Regions from separate parts of the Mus musculus genome. Here region 1 is linked to region 2. Evidence: chromatin contacts called from public Hi-C data. All regions are on one chromosome and are shown on one strand. The core of a region is the stretch at or near the end of the contact, and the rest is flanking DNA. Distances in the headings are between cores, read along the strand shown. Region 1 holds the start of Pdlim5 (PDZ and LIM domain 5). Region 2 holds the start of Rap1gds1 (RAP1, GTP-GDP dissociation stimulator 1).

Region 1 (4,644 bases), core at 371-2,870, 3.3 Mb after region 2:
AGTCTTGATAGTGCCACACGGGACAAAGAAATCAGTAAACCCACTGACAGTCCACAGGCCACTCTCCTTTTTTAATCTTTAACTGTGCCAAGGGAAGAATGTGAAAGTTACGCTAACGGTACTCTGGCTCCATTTTTCCCTAGGAGAGAATGTATTGTACTTGTGTGTCATCCCACATCCATGTCACTTCCCTTTTCTTAGGGACTCCCTTCCTGATTTCTCCGATTTGTTATTAACATTTCTAGCACTAGCCAAGTCAGCCAAACCACAACACCGGTCTCTTCTCTAAATTCCCTTTCTGCTAGCTTCGCTTGGAATTCATTTGTCTGAAAATATTCTGATCCTTAAGCAACGGCAATATTTTTATTGGCTTTTTCCAAGTCTCCCCCATGTGGTTATTAGTGCCCAAATGCTAAAATACCAACCAAGCAGGCAGGAAATAACAGCTTATTCTGCTTTCAAACATGTAAAAACGTTGGAATTTCTGTAGAGCTTTGGATTTTCTTTTAGGGACAGCATAAATAATACCTTCCATCTACTGCTAGTGAGGGAGGCTAAAAGTGGTTTCCCACACTTGTGTGCGAGTTTCCTTGGTGTGCGTAACCGGGAGAGACCTACAAGTGAGGAGCCCTTCAATTAAGACAACCTAGAGATTCTTTCTCCCCTTCCTGAGATAGAATGGTGGGAGGACTAAAGCACTAAGGCTGAGGGATGAGACGTTTCCCAGCTTGGGTTCACGCCTAGCCCTGTTGGCCAAATAAGGTTCCCCAGCTAGCAGTTTCCGTAGCAGGCGGGTTCAGACGTCCTCGGGTCAAGAAGGCGGACCTGGGATAGGATCTGGCGATCACACCCTAGACCTGCCCAGCCCAGTCACGAATTTTCTTTCCAAGTTCTGCCCAGTCCATACGCCCTTCCTCTTTCCACTCATTGTCAAACGGGGCTGAAGCTCAGTCTGACCCAAGCCCCAAGTATACACCAGTTTCATAAAAACTGGCGACCGCGACTGATCTAAGTGGGCTTTCCTTCTGGACGCACCGACGTGTAACCCTCACAGGTTACACAACTGCACATATTTCAGGGAGGGGGAAATACACGCTTCTCCGTAGCCTGGGAGCCAGCAAACAAAACTGCGCCGCTTTCCCGTGCAGGCGCACACTCTCGGCTCGCCGGAGCTTCCCTGGGGGCTGGCGCGCCCCAGGCCGAGGTGCTGCCCTTCGCCGCCTGCCCTCCGGCTCGGCGGGCGCCCCCTGGTGCGCCCGGCTCTCCGGAGCGCCGGTCCCCGAGAGCCCCGGCTCCGGGCGCTCAGTCCCGCCGCGCGCCGCCCTGCCCCGGGCGCTTCTCACACCTCGGCGCGCACCGGGAGCACCTGAGGAGCAGCGGCTCCCGGGGACACGCTCGCCCCGTCCTCCTCTCGTCCCGCGCCCCTCCACGCGCCGCACCCCGTCACCCGCTTCTCCTCCTGTTCCCTCGCGGACCAGGACGTGCTCCTCCGCCTCCCGCGGCCACTCACCTCCTGACCGGCGCGGCGCACCCTCCGCCTCAGACCAGCGCTGACAAGTGGCTCGCGGTGCCTGCGCCGTCCCTCTCAAGCCGGTGGGGAACTTCCGCCTCCGCGCTCGCCCCGCCTCGCCCCAAGGCTGGCCACGCCCCTCCCCTAATGGTCACGCCCCCATGGTCCGGGCTGGGCGGGGCCACGTCGCTCAGGGCTTAGAAGGCAGTGGAGTCTCCCTGTTGTGCTCTGTGACTTGCTGGGACCGGCTGCCGCCGCCACAAAAAACAATTGCCCCTGTGGAGTTTCGGTGGGCGTAGTCTCCGGGGTGTAGTCTTGGACTGGTACCTGGCAAAGATCTAGCCTTCCGCTTCTCTGTTTTGTATTTCGGCGTTTTTCACTCTGCAGAAACTTGAATTGACCCGCAGTTGGTCTGGCTGAAAATAGAAAAGGGCTTTAGCTAAATCTCTGCCGGTGCAAGTTCAGCGACTACCGCCTGCTTTTGTGAAAGACCTCTGTATACTCTCGAGAAGTGCAAACTCTGAAGTTTGCTTGTCAGGAAGGTGAAAATCGCTAACCCTAATATGCAGAAGTTAAATCTGTCGTCAAGCTAAAGGACAGCCATACAAAGCAGTGGCCAAAAGTGATTCAGCCACTGTATCCTCAGCTTATTTTTCTAATTCCAAATTAACAGCACATTTACCTACTTCTGTAAAGTTGTTTGGTTTTGCCCAGAGAATTTATTCACAAGCAAACGTTAGTAATGTTTAACGAATACTCGAAAAGAAACTTTTAAAATATTAAAAGCACAAGTGTTAACCAAGTGGTGTATCAAACAAAAATAAACCTCAACCGAAGTCCCTGAGTCTGGAGTCTGCTCTAGAGGTACAAGCAAACTCCTAAAGTAGGTTCAAAGTTGTTCAAATAGTAGCCACTGGCCACATATGTCTATTTAACTCATTGTAAAAATGTTTTATATCATTGTTATGAATCTAAATTTATACATGAGTAGGATAGGATTTCCATTAAATAGAAGCTTCAGTAGGACTACATTTCACTGTACAGTTGGATGTTTAGTGGCCAAGTTGACATATATGGACCAGGTTTTTAAAATGTTATAAATTTAAAAAATAGGTATGTTGATTATATGTTGATATTATCTGCCTATTTAAAACATTATTACAACTTATTTTCATTTTTTAATGTATATACTAGAAAGTTTAACATGGATGTGACTTGCATATTTTGTTGGCCAGTTGTTGATTGTATTACATTCTAAAAGGAAAACTAGTTTGCAGGGAAGAATTTTTCTAATGTGGGATTTGTCTAGTGTGTTTTAGGGTTCTGTTTCATAGATCATTCCAAAGTAAATGGTTAAGAATGGTTACATGTAAACAGATATCCCCTGCAAAGCAAAGAGTCAGCCTTACAGTTGCCTTCATAGGATGAATACCAGCCTTAGTCACAATGTTTACAAATGAAAGTTGCAACAGATTCTATAACACATGATAGACAGTTCCACTTGTGACAAGTCACTTGCCTGTGTTACCTTATAACGTTCTTCTCTTCACCCCCTCATCTGCTTGGTGCTGATACAGTAAAAATCAAACTAGATCAATGCTATTTCATTACCAAGGTTTGAACCATAGCATCAGAGAATCAGCATCCTGAGATGATGAGGAAAGAGCTGAGAGTAGATAGGGTGGCCCAAATGTACCTTAAGTTTTAGTCCTAATTGCAAACCAGGCCTTCAACCTTCTCCCTTCCCACTCCAGTCCAAAGCCTGGGAACTATCAGCAGGTTAAGTAACTGCTTAATTCTTGCATGAATTGTTACTTATCCAGTTGTCCTCTTGGAAAGTAGCCTTTTCCTGGGTCCCATCAAAACTTAGAATCCTTAGATATGCCTCCCAAAATCATACTTTTAAACAAACACTACCTGTTCCATTTCCAGGAAATTGTTAAACTTTAGCTCCAAGATTATTCCCCAATCTAGGTCTATCTTGGTATCACAGAGGGCCCATCTGACATGTGTGAGGGCCTCATTCTCTCCTCAATACCACCACTAACATTACCTCAGCCTCTATCACCATCACTATTACTACCACCTCTGCCAACATCAACATCACCTCTACCACCACCGCTGTCTCTACCTCCACCACCGACAACACCACCATCACCATCATCGCCACCATCACCACCATCATCATAACCACCACCACCACCACCACCACCACTACCATCACCACCAAAGGCACCACACACACAAAAAAAGAAAAACTCACAAAGCTATTTCCCTAGACATGGTCTTGGACTCCAGTTAACGGCATACAGTTTTTAGGTGAGAAACACTGTTGATTCACCTTGAAGAGAATCATAATTACTAATAACTGTGAGGTTATCAAATGATCTATATTGCTTCATACCAACTATATTACTTTATTGGTTCCAGGCTGCCTTCCAATACCAGAAAGCATCGTGCAAAATTCCCAAGGAGGAGAGCAACCTGCAACCCTAGCCAGCTATGATGCCAATGAGCAACAACCAGCATGTTATGTTGCCCTTAAGGTTATGACGCACATACCTCGGTGGTAACCAACAGCTCCCTAATCATACTTAAGACCCAATAAGTCTGGTACCAGAAACCTAGCTAACTACCCAAGGCTAGTGAAGTCATGGATCTTGGAGAAGAACCTACCACCCCCACTTGACTAAAACAGCACAATACCTAACTACACTATAAATATTTACCCTTATACCCATAGACAATGTTTCTTACCCCATCAAGGAAAGTTTCCTTTGCAACAGATGAAGACCATTACAGAAAACCACAACTGATCAAAACTCAGAGTTGTGGAGCCCATTCTAATTGATAAAATTACAACATAACCCCTGCACTTTAGACTCGGGGATCATTGAGGAAGGGAGCAGAAACATGTAAGAGCCCAAAGAAGAGGAAGTTTGCTTTAAGACTTTGTCTCCTAGAAGCTACATTTATGAAGACTCACTAACATGGCTGCCTAAACATGACCTAAATAAGGATGGCAACAATAGACATGGTAACATGAAAGTGGAAAAACATCCAAGGCCCCTTAACCTAAGACAAGGAAGTATAGGCAACTAAGGAACCCTCAGACCAGGAGAAATAATTTTCCC
Region 2 (4,872 bases), core at 472-2,971:
AATTTGCAACAACAGACCTTGGATATCCACCCCCACTGGGGGAAAAATACCGATTCAACATTTTGAACGTTTAGTTAAAATGAGCTTTAACTAAATCTCACCTTTAAAAAACTGAGACTTGTTTCTACACCAAACCTGTAAGTGTAATTAAAAACTTTCCAACACGCAGATTTTAATCTGTAATCTGGATTAGTATTCTTTTAAAATTCTATAAAGGGACGAACAAATGGGATACCGATTTTTTTTTTTTTTTTTATAGAAATGTTCCGACTGTCAGTGATACTCACTTGGAAGACAAACAAGTGAAAATAAAATTCAGGGGCATGGGTGTTTTGTTCTGCTTTGTTTCATTAAAACCACCTCCTTCTCCCCCAACGGTCCTCTTCCTACTAAATGACAAAGATCTGACTCAAAGCTAAGAGTATTTGGTCTTCCGGGAAAGGCTACCACATCATTTCTAGGATTCTGATACTTCCTGGAGGGTTCTGTATTGCCATGATCTAACTCTAAGCATTGAGCACTGTGTTGACAGATGAAAGGACCACACTCATAAATAACTTGCCCAGAAGGAGTGGGCAAAGTCCGTGTGGAGGGACGCCGAAGAAGCCAGTTTTTAAAAGGGGAAATTACGATAGACGCAAATTATGGAATAGAAGCAAACTGGGGAACGTGTACTGGACAGATGATCTAAGTTGTTACTATCAAAGGAAACTTTTCGCCCTTAATTACAGAAGAGATTTGTATCCGGTGCTTTTGTAATTATGCACAGGTAGGCAATATCTGAGGAGAATCTCACGTTCAAACATAAACAGTTTTATAAAACATTTGCATTGAAGTATCCATTCTTTTAGGATTAACTATAAGTACAATGGAACTAGAATCAGATTATACAGATTTAGGCAGGGGCAGCTGGGGCAGAACAGGCAGCATGTAAATTCCTTAACAATGTGTTACAGGGCACAGTTTCCAGCTACAGGAGAAATCCAGAAAACCGCTTGAGGACCGGAACTGTGCACGCCGTAGTCTCCCAACACTAATTCAACAGCTAGCGGCTCCCGCCAGCCTCGCGCTGCCCACGGCGGCGGCGGGCGAGTCGCCACCTCCACCTTGGAGACTGTCCGCTCGGCACTCGGCTGGCCATCGCCCTCCCAAACTACTTGCCGGCTCTCCCCGCACCGGCGCCGGCCGTCGGCAGGCCGGGGAGGGAGCGATCGCGCCCACGGGAAGGAAGTTCCGCCAAGTGGTCGGGCTCGCCGTGGGACCGAGCCTGCAGCACCGCGGCCTCCCAGCCCCGGGGACGCCCCGCGCGGCCCGGTGCCGGCAGGAAGCGTGGAGGAGGGGAGGCGAGCGCGGAGCCCGCCGCCGACCCCACCCCGTGCGCGACCCCGCCGGCCCGGCCGCCCTCGTGCGCCCGCCTTCCCCCTGGGAGGGCCGCCGCCCCGCACCTCGCGGACCCGGGGACCCCGGCAAGTTTGCAGGAGAGATGCACTGCCACCCTGCAGCACGCCGAGGGGGAGAAAAGAAAATGTCAGGCGATGACGGCCGGCAGGACTCACCCATGTTCCTCCCACAGAGTGAGGACCGGCAGGGCGAGGCGAAGGGTTCGGGTGCGGGCGGCGCGGCTCAGCGGCGGCGGCGTCCTCCCTCTACCTCCGCGTCTCCCGCAGCCAGGGAGGGACCCGCGGGGGGCGGCCGCCGGGGAGGAGCAGCGGCTGCGGCTGCGGGCGGCGCGGCCGCGGCGGGGACGAGCGGCGGGGGGCGGGGCGGGGCGGGGCGGGGCGGCCGGGCGCAGCCTGCGGCGGGCGCGGCTGCGAGCGAGCGAGCGAGCGAACGTGCGGGCGGGCGGGCGGGCGGGCTGGCGCGGAGGCGCCGAGCCGTCCTGAGGAGCGCCCTCCCGACGCGCGGCCGAGCGCCCCGCCCTCTCCGCCGAGCGCCCCGCCCTCTCCGCCGAGCATGCTCAGTGCGGCCAGTGCTGCCTCCTGCCCACGGCCGGCGAGGCTTAGCCCGCCGGGGGCTGTGCGTCTACAGACCGGAGCGGTACAGCTCGGTGGCTGTTGCTCGAGGGGCGGAAGCAGGGCTCAGATCTCCGGGCTGCTGGGACGGAGCCTCCCGGGAGGAAGTCTCAGCCCGGAGCGTGCCTGGCAGCGCACGCCCCAGGCGAGCATGTGCGGGGTGGCGGAGCAGGAGGACGTAGATGTCCGCGGGCGCGTCCCCAGGGCGCATCAGGCTGTCCTGCGGGGCTGGCGGGAAAGCCGGTCCAGCGGAGAGCGGTCGCAAGGTCACCCTCGGCGAGCCAGTGCCTAAAGCCCTTTAACCCGTCGGGCGGGACCCTACAGGCTGTGTCCGCCGCACTCCGGCTGTGCCAGGGAGGAAAGACGTGCTGAGATCAGAAACACTGAAAGTCCACCTACGGGCGGGGGTAACTCGGTGGATGACGAGCCGCCCGGGGACTGTGACCGAAATGCTCCCACATGCTCTCGCGGGGCTCGGGGTCCCAGACTGGGCTCTGCACCAAGAAGAGGCAGTAGGATTTCTCTGTGTAGCCCTGGCAGTCCTGGAACTCACTTTGTAGACCAGCTGGCCTGGAACTCAGAAATCCGCCTGTGAAAAACCAAAAAAATAAATAATAATAATAACGTAAAATAAAAGAAGGAGGGGGAGAAGGAAGAAGAAGAGACAGTAGGAGACCTGCACGTGTCCTGACCCCTGCCTGCCTGGACTTTATCCCAGGCCTGTGGCGATCTGTAGGAAGAGGAGCTGCAACTCTTGCTGCCAGAAGGGGCTGTTTCTTCATCTGTGACTCTCACAGACCAGTCGCTAATATTACAGGCACAGATCACAAGAGCATCTCGATATGTTAGGTACTGGGATTTTATGTGATTTTTTCTGAAATAAAAATGCAACATAATTAAAGACAGGTGTGATCTATTTACAGCAGCTCAGGCATAGACTGATACAGATGTTAAACACCCGTTCTTGGAAGAAAACTACTCTTCCTGTTTGCCTATAATTCATCTTGCAGAAGGCTGTTAGGATTGTTGTAATAATCTCTATACACAGGGTTCAAACAAAATTACTGAGCATCTGGGGCCCAGAAGACAAACCAGGGCAGGACCACACATCTTCTGAGGGTACCTCTTCCTTGCCTTGTAGCAATATGACTCTAGCTTTCACATATTTTCCCTACGTGCTTATGTGTCCAGTTTTCCCTTATTTATAAGGACACTGGTCATGAAGATCGGGAAGGCCACTCCCAATCTTGACTCTGGTGTCTGCAATGACCTGATTTCTGAACAAGGTCACATTCCGATGTCTTAGGGATTTCTGCTCGATGGCTGGGCACAGTTCAGTCAGTAAGACCACCCCCCCCCCCAAGTCTACAAACATGCACGTGCCTTGTTCTGCTTCTTTTTCCCAAATGTTTGCAAAAGACCATGCTAGGTCTTTCTATTGCTTCACATGGTTGATCTCTCTCTCTCTCTTTCCTTAATTTTCACAAATGTCTTCTACATTCTCTGTTTCAAGTTGCTTTAAGTTTCCTGTTACTTCCTTTGCTAATTACATATCACAATAATTTCAGGGTATGTCTAGCTTTCATTTGCATGTATGCATTGAAATTGGAAAGGCAGCTGGGTTTTTGTCCTCCCACCTGGCATTAGTTTAAGCATCATTTGTGCTCCTCTTGCATCCACAAGCCACCCCTTCGACTTTCTCACCAATTAAAGGCACAGTGCAGGGCAATCATGATGATCATGTTGAACTCCAATACATTGACATAACTATAGTGAGACTCTTTTGGACTATACCTAGAAGTGGCTCATTTAAGGAATGATGTAATGCCTCTTGGGTTGTTTTGTTTTGTTTTGTTTTGTTTTGTTTTTGAAGTGTGGTCTTGCTATATATAGTCCTGGCTGGCCTACTCACTGTGTAGCCCAAATGATCTCACAAACATATCAGTTCTCCTGTGGCCTCTCCAATGATAGGATTAAGGAATGTGCCAACATACACAATTCTTTCTTCTCCTTTTATAGGAATATAATGATTTTTAAAATATTTTTGTCTAAAACAGTTATTCTCAACCTATGGGTCATGGCCCTTGGTGGGGGGAGGGGGGGTTGTCAAATGACCCTGTAACAGGGGTCACCTAAGACCATCAGAAAACACAGGTATTTAATTTATGATTTGTAACAGTAATAAAATTATGAAGTAGCAACAAAATTATTTTATGATTAGGGGGTCACCATGAGGGCCTATATACAACATGAGGAACTGTTTTAATGGGTGGCAGCATTAGGAAGGCTGAGAACCTCTGAGTTCAAAGTTACCTGTGTGAGGAGCCCTTCTATACCATTTCATCCAGACTCTGTACACCCACTTTATATCCACACCTCTGTACTTTATGTCTCTTCAATATTATCACTAGAATGGCGTGTATTTTGCCCTTTAGCGATCACGTTTAAGCATCCATCCTGAAAGACGGTAATTTTTGCCTTTCCTTTTTGGCTGTTAGATCACCAGTGCTGAGAACAGAGCTAACAGAGCAAATGTTTAGTGGAAGTTACTGCATAATTAAAAGTCTTTCGGTTGTCTCTATGATTTTTTCCTAAAAGAGAGCAAGAATGATGTTAAGAACACTGGCTGCTCTTGCAGAGGACATGGCTCCCATTCCCAGCATCCTCATGGAGGTGCATCATCACCTGTAACTCTTGTTCCGGGTGATCTACTGCCCTCTTCTGGCCTCCATGGGCACCATGCATTCACGTGGTACACAGAAATACTCTGTAGCAAAGCATCCATATATGTTAAAGAAGAAGAATGGTGTTGAGATTTTTCCTAAAAAGAATAAAAGACATTTTAAAAATAAAGAAATAA

The links. Hi-C and Micro-C count contacts between places; a contact is called where the count stands out from the background.
Region 1: a Hi-C map of CD8 T cells shows a contact between it and region 2, with 6 times the contacts expected there. The contact joins the promoter of Pdlim5 here to the promoter of Rap1gds1 in region 2. A contact is called at or near these places in 1 of 39 promoter capture datasets (pre-B cells) and 2 of 484 Hi-C or Micro-C datasets (B cells and CD8 T cells).

The regions. Positions count from the first base shown.
Region 1 is chr3:142,394,076-142,398,719 of GRCm38.p6, forward strand. It overlaps Pdlim5 (PDZ and LIM domain 5), which reads right to left and starts at 1,621. Exons shown (of 13, transcript NM_019808.3): 1 at 1,511-1,621.
Region 2 is chr3:139,073,480-139,078,351 of GRCm38.p6, forward strand. Rap1gds1 (RAP1, GTP-GDP dissociation stimulator 1) reads right to left here and starts at 1,722. Exons shown (of 15, transcript NM_001040690.2): 1 at 1,557-1,722. The coding sequence starts at 1,560.